2 separate regions of the Oryctolagus cuniculus genome follow, and region 1 is linked to region 2. Evidence: chromatin contacts called from public Micro-C data. All regions are on one chromosome and are shown on one strand. The core of a region is the stretch at or near the end of the contact, and the rest is flanking DNA. Distances in the headings are between cores, read along the strand shown.

Region 1 (3,786 bases), core at 161-2,660, 220 kb before region 2:
AATTTTTTTAAAAAACGCACTATGGAGTAGGCTGAGGTACCTCAAGGACTGCAAGGCAGGTGAAGAGAAAAGATATTCCCTGAAGGCCCTATAGCCATCCCAACCTAACTACTGCAACTATGGCAGCTTTACTTATTTATTTTTAATCAATTTTATGTGTTGGGGTTCCAAATAAAATTAAATATGAACAAAACACTCAATGCCTTTAGAAGTGTTGAAAACCACTGGTCTAATAAAAGAACAAGGTGAAACTGATAGGCAGCTGCTACTACTATTACTAAAATAATTGGGGGGAGACGTGTGATCCAATTCTAGTTGTTGGATGTGTAGACATGTGGAAGTCACAATTTTAGTTCTCATCTCTCAAAAATGATGCAATGCTTTCTATGAGTTTTAACGTCATTCATTCAATAAATATTTGTTGTGTGTAATAAACACAATGATGTTATTCACAACTCCATGGGAAAGCAATAGCAAAGGCAGGGGTAAAGAACATCTTGGGGTACCAGCAAAGGAGTCAGAGATGGGACAAGCTTAGCATATGAGTATTAGTTTGACAACTGGTTAAAAAGAGAGAAAGTAGGGACATTATAGGTGGGGAGACCCACAGGTTCAAAAGTACAGGATTAATAATAAATGGCTACCCCTGAATGAACGTGTCCTCTAGGCACAGAATTCTATCCTCACAACAACCCACAGACGTATTACTACCATGCACAGACCAGGTTTTGTCCAACAAGACTCGTGAATGGTCGGGCCAGATCTGAAACTGGGGTTGTCTGATTTCAGAGCCCAGGTTCTGGGTTCGATCAGGCACGCGTAGTGAAGAGGGGTGAAGCAACCTGCGGCTACTGGAGGAGGAAGTGGTGGGCGACAAGGCTGCGAATGCAGGCACCTAGTCGACTGTAGACGACTCGGGAAGGCTGTGGAGGTAGCAAATGCATGAGCTCCAAGAAGTGTGGGTATATCCATCCCAGCTCGGGGCACTGAATGGGTCCAGCGGCAACGACGCACTAATTAAGCCATATTCAAGGGGGTTCACAAGGACCTCCGGGTTTGCTTCCAGCCGCCCCGGATGGCCCCTCCGTCACCCTCCACGGCCTCCTCGTGGAGATGTCTTCCACGCGGTGTCTTCCACCTTTCTGCGTCCTCCAGAGTCCGTTAAACAGCGCCCTTGATCCATGCCACACCTTAGGGAGAAAGCCGCAGCTTCCGCGACTTCCGCCGCCATTAAATCCCCACGAAACACCGAACACCAGACGCAGCTTGAGAAAGACCTGCCTGCTCCGCATCCGTGACAGCGGAGCCCTAGCCAGGCCCTCGGGCGGGGCCCCGGCGCTTCTCTGTTTATGATTGGTGCACACAGCTGCCATTCGCGGCCTTCTACGTTCCGTCCCACCCCTTCCGCGCAGGCGGTCAGCTAAATGACGGGCGGGACCGGCGAAGACTTCCGGTTGGGGGAAGAAAGTTGGGGCGAAGGAGGGGCAGTGAAGGAGGAGGAAGAGGCAAGAGCAGGGCGGCGGCGGCTGTAGGTTGTGCGACGGCGGCTCTCCTCCGGACGGACGATGGACAGTCAGGGCAGGAAGGTGGTGGTGTGCGACAACGGCACCGGGGTAAGCGCCTGGACGGGAGGCCGCGGCGGCCACAGGCCTGGGCGGGGATGTTCAGGCGTCGCGAGGCCCTCGGCGCGGCACCTCTGGGCCCTCGCGGCTAAGGGGAACGGGGCGGCACTCCCCGCTCGTGCGGGTGTCGGGAGCGAGCGGGTGGGGCGCTGGTTTCTCCAGAACCTTCCCTCCCGGTAGCCCTGCGGGTCTGGGCGGTGGGCGAGCCCGGGGCGGGACGCCGGTCCCACCTGCCGCCCGCGGGGGCCGGCTTCGTGCACAGAGAGGGGTGGGGTTTGCAATTTGGCTCGAGTGCGGAAGGGGTTAGAGGCTGGGTTCGTGTTTTGGGAGAGGGGCTGCAGCCCCAGGGTCGCGGGTGTGTAGAATGGAGAAACACCTAGAGGCCTTCCTCTTCCTGTCTAGTTGAAGATGCGGAACGCGAGGCAGGAAGTGGGCTCACTGAAGAAAAGGGAAGTGCTGTCATTCAGGGGGCTACGGCCCTTTCTCAGTGTTGCTGCATTTTGTTGATTTGCTTTGGTTTGTTGGTTTGCTTTGGTGTTATCCCTCTTTCTTCTCGGAGCGAGGAGGCGGCTAGACCAACAGCACAGCGTTTGCCCTGTGTTCTCCATGCTGGTAGTTTGGCTCAGGTGCAGCCCTGCAGAGACCAGCGTGTTCTGTTGGATGACTTTGGGGGATCTGGGACCGGCGAGCCCAAGTGTTAATCCCATTGACCTGGGGGAAGTTCAGTCCCCGCCCCCATTTTCCTCCATTAGGTTCAGAATACAGATGATGGTAGTTTTCAAATACCGTAAAAACGTAAAGCACTGATTTAGAAACCATTTGAAAGTTGCTTTAAAAACGTTTAAAAGATGCATTTTGGGTAGCAAAGTCGGCAAATGAGATGCTTACTTATTTTTATGAGTTCTGTGGTGATTGCCGAAACTATTTTTGTGTTGCAACATTTTGTGACTTTTCTCTCCTCCCTTGCGTAAATGCGACATATGACTTAAAATAGATTTTACTTGAACTTTAAAATACTTTGGAAACGGGGGAAAAAAAAAAAGCTGGTATGCATTGAGGTAACTGCCACTGCCCTGCACTGAATTTATTAGATTTTTTACAAGCAGTAATTATACTGGCTTCATCTGAGTATTTAGTACTACAGTAAGAATGTTACAATGGCGTGTCCATAGAAAACACTTTAAAAAAGGAGGCAGATGCACTGCTATGGAGATGTATCTAAAGACAGACTTACTGTTAAATTACAGACAAGTTTATGATTCCACTTACGTGAGTGTTCTTCATTAAAAATACTTACCTGTCCACAAACTTCTGCCTGTGTGTTGAAGTTTTGGTGGGAGACATAAGAAATGGTGCCTGTGAGACAAGGAATAAGGGAGTTAAGAAAGACAGGGAAAACTTCACAACCCTTCTGAATTACTGGGAAAATGTTTCTTAAAGCAGATGTTGCTAAACTATATTTAAATGAAGTCAACTATAAACATGTTATTTTTACAATTAATACTCAGTTAAAGATGCTTTTAGAAAAATATTAGCTTGATTTCCATTTTAGTCTCAAGTTCTAAGAAAATTTAAAAATTTAAAGCTTTAAAAATTAAATTTAAAATACTTTGTTTTGTGACTGTCAAATACTTTTAGAAACTCTATCCAATAATATTTATATGGATTCCTCTGAGTGGCTCTAGATAAAGAATCCTTTATGTATTTATAGAATATGGGAGCTTTTGATGTTAGAATGGGAATGTTAGCCATAGCTAATTTTTATGTTACTATTTTGTTTAGCTCACATTAAAAAGCTGATTGTGTATATTGTCAGTTAGTCTTGTATCTAGTTCATAGTTTAAAAATCCTGTTCCTTAACACAAAAGATGAGTTATTGCACAAATGAAAAAAATATAGTTAATCCAAATAAAAACTGATGTGTTTGGTGTTATGCTTCTGATTAAAGTTTTGTCTAGGTTTTTTTATAGATATGATTGATTTCAAAGAAGAAACAGTTTTGATAAAGTATGTCAGAGGTGCATTTGGTACCTTGTTCAGGCCACTGCCTGGGTTGCCTGCATCTCACATCTTAGTGCCTTGGTTCAAGTCCTAGCTCTACTGCTGATACCAATTCCTGTTGGTACACAACTGGGAGGCAGCAAGCAGGTGATCACCCAGGTAA
Region 2 (3,355 bases), core at 670-3,169:
CGCGGCCGCGGCGCGCCTCGGTGCGCCCAAGCCGGCCGCCGCTACCTCGGCTAATGGCAGCACTGAATGAAAGGAACCGAGGCAGGCTCCGGATTTATGAATGTGCAGGGGAGGAGGCATGTCATGTGACAATAAAGGAGAGCGTCTTATTCACAAAAAAAAAAAAAAAAAAAAAAGTGGCTGGTGGCGGGTACAGCCACCAAGCAGCGGCGGCGGCGGCCGCGACCGCTCGGACCCCAGGCCGAAGACCAGAGGCTCCGGGCCCAGGGGCCCCGCCGCCGCCGCCGCACCCGCACCCGCGACTGGAAACGCCTCGGGCGGGAGAGTGCAAAGGCCAAGCCAGACCCCGCGATCGCGAGGCGGGCGGCCGGCCGGGAGCTGCACCTCGGCCAGGGGATGCCGACACGGGTCTTGCGCCGGGCGGCCCAGGAGCCCCTCCGGCGGAGGGCCCGGAGCATTGTTCCACTCGGGCCCGCGGGCCGCGCACAGGCCCGGGCACGCGCTCACGCGAGCGCGCACACGCTCCCAGACACTCACACCACCCGCCCGCGGCGCGCTGCCCCGCACGCTCCCGCCCGCCCCCGCCGCACACGCCGCGGATCCGCCCCCCGAGCTGCCCCGACCCGCGGGGCGCGTGTGCCGGCCCGCAAGCGCGCGCATTCACACACTCACACGCGCGGGGGCCTCGGGCGGCTCCGGCTAGCGCGGGACCCCGGCGCGCCAGACCCCCGCGCGGCCCGCACCCGGCCTCGCCTCGCTCCGCCGTGTTTTTATGAATGAAAATGTGGTATGCAAATGAGAGCGATTCAAGAAAACGAAATGGCGGAGCCTGGGCCCCACTGGGCTCCGGAGGGGACCGCCGGGCGGGAGTCACAAAGTCACCAACGCAAAAGCCCACCGACCCCGGGAAGCCCGATCGGGGGTGTCAGCCTTCAGCTCCCGCCGCAAGGCTTGCAGGGTGGGATGGGTGGCGAGAGGGAGCCGGGACCGCCCCGAGGTCACCCGTGCGCCCTTGGCCCCCACGGCGGCCGCTAGCCCGCCGACCCCAGGCGTGCCCCCCGCCAGCACGCGGCAATTTCGGCCCCCTCCTCCCCTCAGCAAGGAAAACCTCGCGCCCGGACCCCGACAGGTCGGCGAGCCGCTGCACCCCACGCCAAGTTCACCCAGCAGCGTCCCCGCCCGCGTCCTCAGCCCCGGCCCCCACGCCGCCCCCTCGGGGCTCCCGCGTCCCACCCCGCGGCCAAACTTACTCGTCCGGGTGTGTTTCTTCGGTCATTTTCCTGTTCACCTAGACGCCTGTCCCGCAGCGGGCAGCTTTGCTCCCTTCATCTTCCTGTCCGCTCACCCCCCTTCTTCACATCTCCAGAGATCGCCTGATTGGGGTGGGGGTGGGGGGAGCGGCTAAAGATGAAGGGGGCGCCGCAGGCAGAAGGGGAAGCAGGGCGGCCGGGGTGCGGGGGAAGGTGCGGGGAAGGGGCGCCGAGGCGAGCCGCTGGGGGAGGCGGCGCCGCGGGCGAGGCGGGCGGGGGCTCCGGGGCGCGCGAGGCGCGGAGGGGCGAGACTGGGGCAGGGGACGGCGGAGGGGGAGAGCAGGAGAAAAACAAGCGCGCCTCGGAGCGGCGGGGACTGCTGAGAGGAGGAGGAGGAGCGGGCCGGCCGCCGGCGGGGGCTGGGCCCGGGGTCGCCCCCGGGGGGCCGGGCCAATCACGGTTCCGGGGAGCGGTCGGCGGCCGGGGGAGGTGCGCCTGGGAGGCGGTGCAGGGCGCCCCGTCCGAGCCCCATCTCTCGACTCCACCGATTTACTCCATATTGGATTCTCACAGCCGCCAACAGGAGGAGGAAGTAGGGCGGAAGCGATGACGTCTTCCCAGCGGCCAGAGGTGGTGGAGTGCAAAAAGCTTCCTACTTGCGACCGAAAAAAAAAAAAAAAAAAAAAAAAAGGAGGAGGAGAAAAAAAAAAAACTTTGTCCCGCCTACTGAGCATGCTCGGCTTCCTTTCCTCCTCCCTCCTGGCCTCCACTCCCGGAGGAGCGGCGGAGCGGAGTTTGCTCAGCGTCGGTCTGGCTCCGAATCCTCTCTGGGCAGGGACTCCGGGTTTTAGGGAGCCCAAGAGGAGGGAGGAGGCGGGCGCGGGAGGCCTCACTCACATCTGGCTCCCGTTTTGCGCCCTCCCTCCTCCCAAACCCCAGGATTCCACGCCGAAGGCGAGGGGTGGGGGAGGCGCTGGGACGCTGGAGCGCTGGGGCTTGGAGGGGAACCACTGCCCCCTCCCCGCATGCGAGGGTCTGGGCGGCGCAGGTGGCAGCGCCTGGCCTCTGCACCCAGCCAACCAGAAACCGAGGGGGAGGGACGGCGTTCGGCTCTGCCAAGGTTCTGAATGGCAGAGGCTTTTCAGTTTCACGTGAATCTCGTGGTCTTTTTTTTTTTTTTTTTGTCGTGATAGAGGAACGGGCGTTTTAAAGTGATTATTATTATTTGTGCACAGAAAAATAAAAATGAATCCAATACAGCCCAGAAACGCTTGAATTTCATAGAAACGGCGGTGTTTCTCGCGTTAAAAGGCAACCCCAAAATAGTTTTTAAATGATCCAGCCAATCTCTCTTGTTGATAGAGGATGGCTCTAGGCCCCTTGGAGGCCGTGTAGTTTCTGAGCCAGAGGTTGCCGGCCCTGTGGGCTTTGGCATCGGTAGAGGGGGCGCTCCCAGCCACTCTCCTGCTTCCACTCGCTCCTCCTCCCCTTTCAAATTATCTTCAAGGTCTCTTGGCTGGGACCTGCTGCAGATTTTCTGGGTGGGCCCAGGCTCTCCAAAAAGGCCCGGTCTGGGCAATGGGCAGGACTGGCTTCCTGTGCATGCCAACTACTATGTGACATAAGCTGTGCTTGGTTCCAGCCTCTCCTGTTGCAGTCTTGAAATTATTTATAATTTTTGAGCAAGGGTCTCTGCACTTGCACTTTGCACTGGGTCCCACGAATTAAACAGCCATTGGGTATTTGCTTCTGCAGTCCTGCTAGAGAGCCAAGGACATGGTCTCTGACCCTTTCTGTTCTCCAAGCACGGTAGACTTTTTCCATCCTCCAGAATATGCCATGAGAAAACCCACAAATTCTGAGTAAATAGAAACCACTGAACAAATTACAAGAATTTTAAATATTTATGTCAAATATGGTGTAGATGAAATACCCCTACTATGAAAATCTGAAATTTTTTGAGCAATGACATGATACCACAAGTGGAAAATTGTTCACTTTGAAACTTTGTTTCATGCACAATATTAAAATATTCTAGAAAATTACCTTCAGACCATGTATATAAGGTGTACATGAAACGTAAATGAATTTCATGACTAAACTTG

The links. Hi-C and Micro-C count contacts between places; a contact is called where the count stands out from the background.
Region 1: a Micro-C map of ear pinna shows a contact between it and region 2, with 2.9 times the contacts expected there. The contact joins the promoter of ACTR2 here to the promoter of SPRED2 in region 2. A contact is called at or near these places in 2 of 6 Hi-C or Micro-C datasets (ear pinna and skin fibroblasts).

What each region holds. Positions count from the first base shown.
Region 1 is chr2:137,510,933-137,514,718 of mOryCun1.1, reverse strand. It overlaps ACTR2 (actin related protein 2), which reads left to right and starts at 1,410. Exons shown (of 9, transcript XM_008254327.3): 1 at 1,410-1,613. The coding sequence starts at 1,566.
Region 2 is chr2:137,296,185-137,299,539 of mOryCun1.1, reverse strand. SPRED2 (sprouty related EVH1 domain containing 2) reads right to left here and starts at 1,919. Exons shown (of 6, transcript XM_017340722.3): 1 at 1,251-1,919. The coding sequence starts at 1,276.